3 separate regions of the Mus musculus genome follow, and all the other regions are linked to region 2. Evidence: chromatin contacts called from public promoter capture Hi-C data. All regions are on one chromosome and are shown on one strand. Each heading gives the region's core, a stretch centred on a gene start, on an enhancer-like site or on the middle of the called end of the contact. The rest is flanking DNA. Distances are from core to core; before and after follow the strand shown. Region 1 holds the start of Rrad (Ras-related associated with diabetes). Region 2 holds the start of Cmtm4 (CKLF-like MARVEL transmembrane domain containing 4). Region 3 overlaps Bean1 (brain expressed, associated with Nedd4, 1).

Region 1 (3,700 bases), core at 282-2,781, 240 kb before region 2:
GCCAAGGAGACTAATGCAGTACCAGAAAGTCTGGCTCAAGTCTCCATGGCAACCTGCTACAGCCCACTAAGGTCCATCTATGTATGATGTCACCTGAGCCCCAAATGGGTGCCCTTCCACCCCCGCCACAGTCATTGCAAACGTCTAAGAGCAAGTCCCTGTCCCGAAATACGTCACAGCCAGTACACAGGCATAGACACACACACACACACACACACACACACACACACACACAGTCGTCACCCTAGAGACTAGCAAGGAAGGAACAGTTCACGATATCCAATTCAGGACTGGGTACCTGAATGCTGGGAGAGAGGCAGACAGGGGACTAGACACCCAGTCCACCCAATCACCTCTCCTTCCCTCAGATACTATCCCTGTTTTCAAACCAGTGTCTGAGAAAGGGGAGCTCTGAAGCAGTGGTGGTACTGGGTATATTTTTGCCATTTATAAAAGAGTCTGGCACACGGGGATGGATCAAAAGTGAGTCTTAAACAGAGCAGAGGCCCTGCGACCAGTTCCTGAAAGCTACCCCTCCCCCATACCCTACATTTATGCCCCTCCTCGGTGAGATGTTTACAAGCAAAAGGCCCAGTGTGGGGCTCAGGAGCAGGAAGAACTTGAAGACTATAAAGGGGTTGGCTCTTTCTGGAGTCCCCCACTGTTAGGCCGGATCTCCCCAACTCTGGGCAACCTCATGCCCAAAAACAAAGTGGCTAGGGCCAGGGTTAGATATTTTTAGCAGTTACTGGCAGCTGTTCCGCATGCTTAGAGTTAGAGTTGGGATTTGAGTTTGTGTGTTCCTTTTTCTGGCCCTGTAGTTTCTCTCCAGCAGACAAGCACCCAGCAGGCTCTATCACCCCCTGAACCTCCTAAGGGACCCCAAGAATTCATGGATGACACCAACCTTCAACCTGAAGGGCAGTCCCGTTGGGAGACTCTTTAGGTCCCAGGACAAAGACAGGAATAGAAAGGACTTAGTGTTGAAGCTAGAAATACCAGTTTAGGACCCTCTAAATTCTGGTTAGGTCCATACCTGGAGGAACGGGCTTCATAGGTTCTGAGCGTGTCCATAATACGTCTACTGACTTGGGTAATAGGCCAGGAGTGAGCAGAAGGGAAAATTCATCTTTAAAGATGGAGTGGTAGTTCACTCCACTTTACCCACTACTGGCAGCCTCTGTATCAATGCACACACACACACACACACACACACACACACACACACACACTGGTGCACCCTCCTCAACGCACACTCCCCATCCCTCCCCTCCAACACCCCTCTAAACTACCCCCCATCCCGCGCGAGCCTCCTTCCAGCTACCTGCCCCGCCCCTGGCGGGTTTGCGGTCCTAGAAGGGAGGTGGGGGATTCCCGAGGGCGAGTGGATGCGTCAGCCTTTGCAGCAGCCCGGGAGGACAGGGGCGGGGGCGGGGGCGGGGGCGGGGGCGGGGGCGGGAGCGGGGGTAGGGGTAAGGGCGGAAGTCTGACTGGTAGAGGTTTAAATAGGAGGCCCTAGAACAGCGACCCAGCGCCAGCTGAGGGGCTGAGAAAGCAGCAGAGGAGAAAAAGACTGCAGTCGTGACAGCGACAAGGGTCTGAGTCTGAACAGGGGTCTACGAGTGGGTTCTATCAGATCCCCCAGTGGTCTGTGTCGCAGCGCTGATCAAGTCCTGATAACATCTGTGTGAGAGTTGGTGAGTGTCCTGACTAAGCGGGGTGGACAACACCATCTGGGGCTGAATGTGGATGCAGGTCCAGCTGGGTTACTGGTTAAGACGTAGAGACCTCCTGGTTGGCAGTAGGTTCCTTCATCCTGAGCATCTTTCTTGACTCCAGAGTCCTACCTGCTCCCGCGATAGAGCTGCCATCCCAATTCTTCGTTCCCCAGACGGCGTCCAACACGATGACCCTGAATGGTGGCAGCGGAGCAAGCGGGAGCCGTGGTGCGGGCCGGGAGCGCGACCGCCGTCGAGGCAGCACCCCATGGGGCCCGGCACCCCCACTGCACCGCAGGAGCATGCCGGTGGACGAGCGAGACCTTCAGGCGGCGCTAGCCCCGGGCTCCCTGGCAACGACTGCCGCTGGAACTCGGACACAGGGCCAGAGGCTGGACTGGCCCGAAGGCTCCTCCGACTCGCTCAGTTCTGGAGGCAGTGGGTCAGAGGAGGGCGTTTACAAGGTGCTGCTGCTCGGGGCGCCTGGTGTGGGCAAAAGCGCTCTGGCGCGCATCTTTGGTGGTATAGAAGACGGACCTGAAGCAGAAGCAGCAGGTGAGAGAGCTGAGCTGTTTAGATAAAGACAGTTGGGGGGCGGTGGAGCTGGACTAAAAGTGGCAAATACTATGAAATTTCAAGGCGTTTTCGAAATTATGTTATTTCCGCGTCCAAGATGGAGAAACTGAAGGAGACTTACTCCCTACTCACTCCACCCCCTCCACCTCTCTCCTACCCACGTACCAGTCGTTGATAGGAAAAAAGTGTCCAGAATAGAAGAGTAGAGTGCTAGATATGATTTTTTTCCTGTGGCTCGTAGCAGCACTTTCCTGCCTACCGGGGCTGGCAGGAACAAATTCTGAGGACATTTCTGGGAGAGGAAAGTTAGGTGGCCAAAGTCTCCAGGGTTTGTGACAGCCACTATACTAACTTCACCCAATATGACCACACCCACCCTTGACCCAGGCAGCAGGATCCCTAGACACCCAGTACTTCTCTAGTTTGGGGACAAAGAGATGGAGGTCGTGTCCTCCAGTCCCTGACTCCCGGGCTTGTCATATTGTTTGGGCATAGCAACCATCTGCTAACAGAGGAGAATTATCAGAGGACTGGGAGAAGCAGCAGGAGGCGTGGTCAGGAGAAGAAGGCAGACACTGGGAACGTTGACAGCCGACTGATAACTGGCTTCTTGGCTTCCTTTCTAGGGCACACATATGACCGTTCTATCACTGTGGATGGAGAAGAAGCGTCACTATTGGTCTATGACATTTGGGAACAGGTAGGACGCAGGCCGGGTCACAGGACACAAGAGGAAGCAAAGCTGGAGAAGGGTCTTGCTGGTAATTACAGGGTTGTGTGTGTGTTTGTGTCCCCTCCAGGATGGGGGCTGCTGGCTGCCTGGCCACTGCATGGCCATGGGGGATGCATACGTCATCGTGTACTCCATCACGGACAAGGGCAGCTTTGAGAAAGCCTCAGAACTCCGGGTCCAGCTGCGGCGGGCCCGGCAGACAGACGACGTGCCCATCATTCTCGTGGGCAACAAGAGTGACCTGGTGCGCTCTCGTGAGGTCTCTGTGGATGGTAAGCAGGCATCGGGTCAGGAAAGGGAGGGAGATCCTGGCTGGGCTGTGGGCCAGTTGGTCTTGGCTCAGCTTGAGTCCCTGGGGATCATCAGTGGCTAAAAATGTTCAGGAAGAAAACTTGGTGTTGGAGGGTGGGGGAGGTGTTGCTGGTCCATCAGGCCCCCAAAGGCCTACCTAAAACAAAGGAGAAGAATGAACCAGATCTGCTAGGGGAAATGAGACACACAAGCACCTCCTCAGCTGCTCGCTGGGTCCATGCCTGCCTGACAGGAGATATGAGTGAGGCTTAAGAGATGGAGGAACATGGAGAGAATCAGGAAGTCAGAATCCGATCCCAGGCCCTACCAGTCTCAGAGTAAACCTGCTCCTTCCTCATCGGGCTTTGGTTTAGCATCAACT
Region 2 (3,795 bases), core at 241-2,740:
AGCATCTAGTGTTCTATCCTTTGTCTCCGTTCCTACTCATTGTCCCTGGGGTATCAATAGACCTTTGTAGCTGCCATTTCAGGAGGGTTTTAAGAGAGAGTAGAGTTTGTCTTCAAGGATTTATTGTTTTGTTTTTTTGAGACAGGGTTTCTCTGTGTAGCCCTGGCTGTCCTGGAACTCACTCTGTAGACCAGGCTGGCCTCGAACTCAGAAATCCGCCTGCCTCTGCCTCCCAACTGCTGGGATTAAAGGCGTGTGCCACCACTGCCCGGCTGTCTTCAAGTTTTTAAAAAAGCTATTAACATTTGTCCTTGGGGTGGCAGGACTCTGGTGTGTGCTTTTGGAGGCCAGAGGACAGCTTGTAAGGACTGGCTCTCTTCTTTCACCCATGGGTCACAGGAACTAAACAAAGGTGGTCAGATTTGGTGGCAAACACTCTTACCCACTGAGACTTCTCAACATCCCTGTCCTCAATTCTTAGCATATTGCTTAGCTTACAGTAAGTGTCCCCCCCCCCTCAAAATATTTAGTAAGTCAAATAATATAAATATTGAAGCTGGTATCCTTTCAGCTTTGGAAATAGACCTTGTGTTCTACTCATTGAATATTTGGTGCCCTTGGACAAGCCACTTCTACTCTGAAAGCTTTGTCTCCACTTGTGTAAAATAGTAATGATTATAACACTTCATTTGGTGCCTTCCTCAAGGACCGGAACAGATCTGTATTCAGGGTGCTGAAAGGTTCAGTGTCAAAGTGACAATTCTTAGAAAGTTAGTGTTTTACTTAAGCTTAAAATTAGTCTTCACACTTGAATGACAAATTGGTCTATAATTAATGCCTCCAGGGCAAAATTTGAGTGTCGCCTAGCTTGATGCTTAGAGGTAGCAAAACTTTTCTCAGCCAGGATAGGGAACTGATATTAGTTGCCAAGCACCTACTGTGTGCTCATATATTTCTCCTATGCCAGCATGCTGGATCCCAAATTGACACTGGGGTTGTGTGGATTCTGCGGGCTCCATTAACCCCGACCTCCCCCACCCCCTCACAGGCTGTACCTCTGACACAGAATAGGGTTGTCTCAGTGTGCCCAGCGTGGGAACACACACACTTAAACCTGCAGACGATCCCACTTTCTCTAAAGCAGGCTCTAAGGCTGCGGGCAGAGAAAACAGCTTTGTGACTCTTTGGTCAGTCTCCATTCTCTCCACCCTTTTTCCCTCTTTTGGTCTGGGCCTTTCCTTGCAAGGGCCGCCGGCGACCACCCCGGAGTCTGGGCCAGACGCCCAGCAGGTGAGGGCGTGGTGGGGGCGTGACTAAGGCTCCTCACCGGCCCCGCCCCAACCTGCAACGCCCCTCCTCTCCCCCACGACCCCCCGCCCCCAGCCCTCAGCGCCCCGCCCCTCCCCGCGCCGGCCGCAGTCTCCGCCCCCTCCGGGCCGGCGCGCGGCTCCCGCCTCCTTCCCTCGGCGCCCGCTCCCGCCTCCCTCCCTTTCCGCTGCCGAGGCGGCGGGAGCCGAGCCCCAGCGGACCGAGCCGCGGCCGCAGCGGGCGGCGGGCGCAGAGGCGGCGGCGGTGGGGTGGTCTGGCGACGGCGATGCGGCGGCCGCTCTGAGCCTGCCCGCTCCAGGCGCCGGGGGAACCGGCCGCGCGGGGCGGCAGCATGCGGGGCGGCGAGGAGCTGGACGGCTTCGAGGGCGAGGCCTCGAGCACCTCCATGATCTCGGGCGCCAGCAGCCCGTACCAACCCACCACCGAGCCGGTGAGCCAGCGCCGCGGGCTGGCCGGCCTGCGCTGCGACCCGGACTACCTGCGCGGCGCGCTCGGCCGCCTCAAGGTCGCCCAAGTGGTAGGTGCCGGGCGGGGCTCCAGGTACGAGCGGGCGGGTCGGCGGCCTAGCCCGCGCCTTCTTTACCCGCACCCGGCCGCGGGGGAAGGCCCGGCCGACCAGAGTCGGGTTCGGGCTGCGCGGTCCCCGCTCCGCGCACTCCGTACTCCGAGGTCCTTGGGCTGCAGTCCCTGCTCCTCTGGGGACCGCGCCCTCGGCCGGAGTCTGCCTTTTGCAGCTCCGAAGCCTCAGGGGTGCCTGGTGCCTGCACACCTGCTCCGGGGCCTACCTGTGCCCTCCCTGCTTCATCGACAAGAGGTTGGTGCGCAGAGCCGGTTGCGAGGGCCGTGCCATCGCCTGGCTACTACTGTGCTTAGCAACTTGTAGCAGGTTTTCCGGCTCGCGTAACCCCCAGACGGTTCTCTGCTAACAGAGGCCGGGGGCTGTGGCATGGTTTCCTCCCTGGCGCCTAGCAGGGTGCCCAGCAGATGGTGGATGCTCAATAAATATTTGTTGAATGGAGGCGTGTAGCCCAGATGCAGTGGGGGAGTCCAGATCTACCCACAAAGCCTCCAGTCTTTACTGCGGACGTTGGCTTCCTTCATAGCATCCTGTAGTCTCAGCACTGGTGGTGGCTTCTTGGGACTGCCCAAATTGGTACCCAGAGTTAAGTCACTCTGGGAGGGCGGCCAGTTTGGGAGGTGACAGATACGGGGAACTTTCTGTTGGACTTAGGCATTCGAGAGCACATTTCTTGGTGGGTCCCCCCCCCCCCGCGACCCCCCAGAGTGTTTGGTTCAGGGGCTTGTGGGTTCTGTTTCGGTTTTGTGGTTTTGTAGCAGGTCCCTTTGGGCAGTGTAGTTTATCTTTGTGGTGGACTGGGCACAGTCCAGTTTAAAAAAAAAACCTTTGTATTCCTCCTATTCTCTGTCACAGGTAGCCTTTCACCGAGGCCTCAAAACTTTATAGACTTGTCACCCTGACAGAGAAGCCCTTTGCACAGAACTGCAACATATTTGCATTTTCCTTCTGGGAGCGGCAGGCCTGTTCGGCTTATTAACTGAGTGCATACGTTAATCTTTCTTGGGAGAAATACCATATGTGGACACCCTTTAAATAAAGGTCCCTGTGTTTGTAGGTTGTAGACTCATGGAGAGTTTCCTCTCTTCTCTGCGGAAGGCTTGGTCTTCTGATGCCTAGTTTTAAAGGGCATTAGTGAGAAATAAGTGGAGCAAGTTCCCTATCTTTACATTTTAAAACACTCTTAATCCAGGAATCTGGAATGTTCTCAGGGATACCAAGCTTCTGTTAGCCATTGCTATTAGCAGAGAGAATGTCGGTGTGGGAGCGATACGTAATCCTTTTTTTAAAAGAGCTAGCTAGCTAATGTTTGAGTGCGGTGTAGATAATCAGAAGTAAGAAAAGGGCAGGGCTGAACTTGGAGCCAGAAGGTGGACTCCAGGGCCTGGTCAGGGACCTTCTTAGTTTACTTAGCAGGCCTTTGAAAGTAAGGACAACTCTTAACTTGCCTCTCAGGATGGAGATGGAGTGGTTTGTACAGAACATTAGCCGCTCACTGCTGGGACTTGGCTGTCTGCAGGAGCTGGAGCTGGAGCCGGAGCCAGCCATGCTTCCTCCTTTGGGGAGGTGTGGTTGTGTGGTCATCCTTACTTTCCATGTGGAAGGACTTTAGGGGCCAGCCTTTAAAAGCTTTCCTAGTTGCCGAGTGTCTACTGTGGATTGTGTACTGGCAAGTGAAGAGATGGTCACTTGAGTGATGTGGCAGTCTATGGTCTGCTGCCCTCTGGGTTCTCAGCCTTGCTGTTAGGACCTTCAGGGTGATCCACCTTCCCTCAAGAAAACAGACAAGTTCCAAGAGATAAGACTTGAAATTTAAACTGGAAAATAAACAAGAAGTCCTTATGAGGGTCCTTCTGCGATGTCACACAGCGCAGACTCCGCCCAGAGAG
Region 3 (3,360 bases), core at 426-2,925, 180 kb after region 2:
GGCTCTTGGGCTCCAGAGAGTTAGCATGGGCTTGGGAAGTACCGCGAAGCTAGGCAGAACAGAACCCAGGACAATAGATCGCTCTCTGATGATAAAGCGGTGGCCTTTATATCCAGTCCTTGGACAACCATGTTAGTGTCAGAGGATGCAGACGGGAGCTGGGAGCAGGTGTGAGCTGCACCTGGCTGTGCAAACGAGAGCCTTGCATGGAGAGGGTACTTGTGTGGGCACCAAGGTTGTCTGAGTAAACGTGTAGGAAGGAGGAGGGAGTTATGTAATGGTGCCGTGTGCATGCACACGGTTTGTATATATGAACACAGGCTTAACCCAGTGATGGTGGAGGGTGCGCATGGTAGCCATGGACTGCTGTTAGCCTCGCTAGTGACTTGTTCTTTCCGTCTGTGCTTCAGTGAGGCCTGGTGCTTAGCAGTGGCAGAGGCCTCTGGTTGCTAGCCAAAGCCTGGGACTTTCTGTGCCCATCCATAATGATTCAGCTACGGTATGGCTTTGTCTGCCACCCGCTGTGGCTTCCCTGTGTGAAGGCCTCTTCTGATCTAAAGAGCCTGCATGGCAGGAATCAACACTCTGTAAAAGGCTGCCTCAAAACAGCGCTGCTGAGAGCCAGGTATGAGCGACACGGAGCTGTCACCTCCGAATGCCTGACATCGAGGCCTTCAAGGCATGGTGTACCCTGTCTCTTGGGTTGCCACTGGGAGAGTTTGGTGGCCTGCATCCTTTCAAGCTTTCATCTCCCGCCACCTCCACCTTCTACTTCCCCGATGCCATTTCCCTGACCGGCGCTTTTGATAGTATGGCCATGTACCAGGAGTTGGTCCTGCTTCTTCCTGGCTTACCATCCGAATGATGGACCATCACATGCCATCTCCCAGGGATTCCAGGCACCCAGCTGTTCTCCTTAGGCCTTGTCCCTGGCAAACAGAGGGCTCAGGCTCTTTGTAGGAATGGGCAGAGCCCTGAGCAGGATGCCTACAGCCCAAGGAGTACGTGGATAGAAGAGACAGGCAGAACCAAGAGGCTGAGAGTCCCAGGAGTTTAAATCGTTAGAATGAGCGTCAGTGTAGGTGGTCCGGGTGGGAGTCAGCATGTGGCTGGACACCAGCACCATAAAGGAGGTAGAGCCCCACAGTGCAACATAGTAGCAAACAGAACAGAGGGCCAAGTGTTTTGCATAGAGAGGAGAATGCAGCCAACAGGAATTATCAGAAAATGAGACCCAGAGACAAAATCTCCTCTTGAAAATCAGCGGTATAATACAAACCCGGGATCCAAACATCAGGCTCATATAGCTGTGAGTGTCCCACAGCAGCAGTGGGCTTAAAAATAAAAGGGATTTCCTCCTCCTCCTAGGGTAGAGTCTGTGACAAATGAACAGTGGCAGCAGAGAGCCAGCAGGGGGCAGTGTGTGCTTGAGTTAGGCCAGTTGCAGGACAGCAGGCCTAGGGATTTTTCAGAAGGAACCTGTGGGTCCCTGTCTCATAATACCCCCGACACCCCCATCTGCCTCACTTTGTTCAGGGTCACACCCCAATTTTAGGGTGTGATTTTTGGGATTCTCTGTGCTAGCGGAAGGAAAACATGTCCGAGAAAGACAGTCTCTGTGCGTAAAAAGAGGTCACCAGGCAAAGCCTCTGTCTGAAGGGCAATGAGAAAGATGAGTGTTTCTGCAGAGGGAAGCATGGAGCATATTTCTATTTTCCTCAGAAGGATAAGCCTATGGAGTACTGAAGGCCAAAAGATGGTACCTTGTGTATGTGGAGTCAAGTTCTGAAATTGGTGGCTCATCATATCCTCACATCAGACAGGTCTCAGAGGAGTGGCAGCAGGCTCCATATGAAGGGGGCTGGGAGATGGCTCAGTAAGTGAAGTGCCTGTCGTGCAAGCAGGTCCAAGTAGGAGGATCTGAGTTCAGATTCCCAGTACCACATAAAGTCCAGGTGCACAAGCACAGCGGGGCACAGGAGGTCTGGGGGACTTGGGTGGCCAGCCAGCCGGTCTAAACTAATAAGGAAGCAGAGACAGGAGGATCGCCCCCTGGGCTACATAGCAACATTTGTTTCTAAAACCCAAACACAAGCAGAGAAACAAAAGAGGAAATCCCATGAGACTGTGCAGACACCCCCTCCCTACAAGAGCGCCACCTGGCGCAAACTTGAGAAACAGCCAGCTGGGCGTCTCAGCGTTCAGAGGGGCATACTTAAGACTGCCTGTTTACAGGGTTCCCTTCACCCTCTGAATTTGCAGCCACCAGGAACCCGCCGGGGCCCCTATACACCCCTCGAAAGTATCACTTCCTTCTACGTATTTGTTGATAATGAGCATTTATTTTGAGTACAGAAAAGATACATTGCTGCTTATTCAGCCTAACCTAGGAAGGAGAAAAGCTGTTCCGCAGATCCCTCCGACGTGGTGAATAGGCGGGGATGTTTTTCTGCCCCCACCACTTTCCAGAGCTCTAGAAACAGACTGCCTTTCTTAAAAAGAGTCTCATCCCCGGGGTGTGTTTTAAAGGCTGGACAGTACCACAGACAGACATCTTTGCCTAGAAAGCAGAACGCCACAAAGGTGGGCAAAAGGGCTTGTAAACAAGGCTCCCTCCCCCAGGCCTGGGACTCTAGGGTGCTGCCCGCAGCCTGCAGCCGCTGCCGCCTAGATGCTACAGAACTGGTGGTTGGGCCCTTTCGGCTCTGCATCAGAATAAATGCTTTCTCTATAGAAAATAAAAATCCTTGCTACCCCTCTGCTTAGGAAAGGGATTGATGAATTTTCTTAGCCCTTCATTGGAGGAGTTGAATGTGGGAAGGGGTTCAGTGGGGATGGGTCTGCTCTTCTGGGATGACCGTCAGAAGGTAGGAGTCCGGGAGGCAGGAGGTCTCACTCCCTGCCAGCGGCAGTGCTGACAGGATCCTCCTCAAAGGTGCTTAGCTTTGGCAAGCCGGGTCTTCAAAGATGGCCTCGTCACCTTATATAGTCTTCGATGGAGATCACATCGCTGGAGCTCAAAGGCTAATATCTGAGCCTATCTCCAACTGGCTGCCTCCACACACCTGCTTCCGTGATGGGATGTTGGCAGCAGACACTGGTCTCATAGTGACATGAAGTTTTTTTTGTTTTTTTTTTGCTTTTTTTTTTTTTTTTTTTTTTTTGTGGGGTACATGTGTGTGTGTTGTCTCTGTGTATATCCCAGAGAGGCAAGGCCAGACTTCATCAGCCCAGTCCCCAGCTGGGAGTTACCACCCTGGATGACAGCGCTGGCTCTTTGGTTGGTCTGAGACCTCTTACACCCAGGTCACCAGAGCTGGCTGGGCACTTACTGAGCAGTGGACTCTTCTGTGCCTCCTC

The links. Promoter capture Hi-C pulls out the DNA fragments that hold promoters and counts their contacts. Capture Hi-C pulls out chosen DNA fragments and counts their contacts.
Region 1: a contact with region 2 is called in a promoter capture Hi-C map of liver. The contact joins the promoter of Rrad here to the promoter of Cmtm4 in region 2. A contact is called at or near these places in 3 of 484 Hi-C or Micro-C datasets (double positive thymocytes and embryonic stem cells), 2 of 115 datasets of contacts at active chromatin or transcription factors (embryonic stem cells and memory CD8 T cells) and 2 of 9 other capture datasets (adipose tissue and liver).
Region 3: a promoter capture Hi-C map of the HPC-7 cell line shows a contact between it and region 2. The contact joins the enhancer-like site here to the promoter of Cmtm4 in region 2. A contact is called at or near these places in 2 of 39 promoter capture datasets (the HPC-7 cell line and embryonic stem cells), 4 of 484 Hi-C or Micro-C datasets (the BV-2 cell line, the G1E-ER4 cell line, bone marrow-derived macrophages and 1 more), 3 of 115 datasets of contacts at active chromatin or transcription factors (embryonic stem cells, microglia and stem cell-derived neural progenitor cells) and 1 of 9 other capture datasets (liver).

What each region holds. Positions count from the first base shown.
Region 1 is chr8:104,629,120-104,632,819 of GRCm38.p6, reverse strand. Rrad (Ras-related associated with diabetes) reads left to right here and starts at 1,531. Exons shown (of 5, transcript NM_019662.3): 1 at 1,531-1,697; 2 at 1,840-2,273; 3 at 2,921-2,994; 4 at 3,095-3,299. The coding sequence starts at 1,907. Gm51588 (a long non-coding RNA gene) reads right to left here. Exons shown (of 2, transcript XR_003947593.1): 2 at 2,631-3,475. Gm33023 (a long non-coding RNA gene) reads right to left here and starts at 1,418. Exons shown (of 3, transcript XR_879143.3): 1 at 1,325-1,418.
Region 2 is chr8:104,393,502-104,397,296 of GRCm38.p6, reverse strand. It overlaps Cmtm4 (CKLF-like MARVEL transmembrane domain containing 4), which reads left to right and starts at 1,490. Exons shown (of 4, transcript NM_153582.5): 1 at 1,490-1,846. The coding sequence starts at 1,661.
Region 3 is chr8:104,218,061-104,221,420 of GRCm38.p6, reverse strand. It overlaps Bean1 (brain expressed, associated with Nedd4, 1), which reads right to left. Exons shown (of 5, transcript NM_001141924.1): 5 at 2,323-3,360. Among named protein-coding and RNA genes, the nearest start is that of Tk2, 29 kb to the left of the region's middle. Within about 2 kb of position 1,675, at least 37 of the 459 cell types and tissues checked have an H3K27ac peak or open chromatin away from gene starts, as enhancers often do. A contact at or near this core is called in the HPC-7 cell line, bone marrow-derived macrophages and microglia, where this site is marked.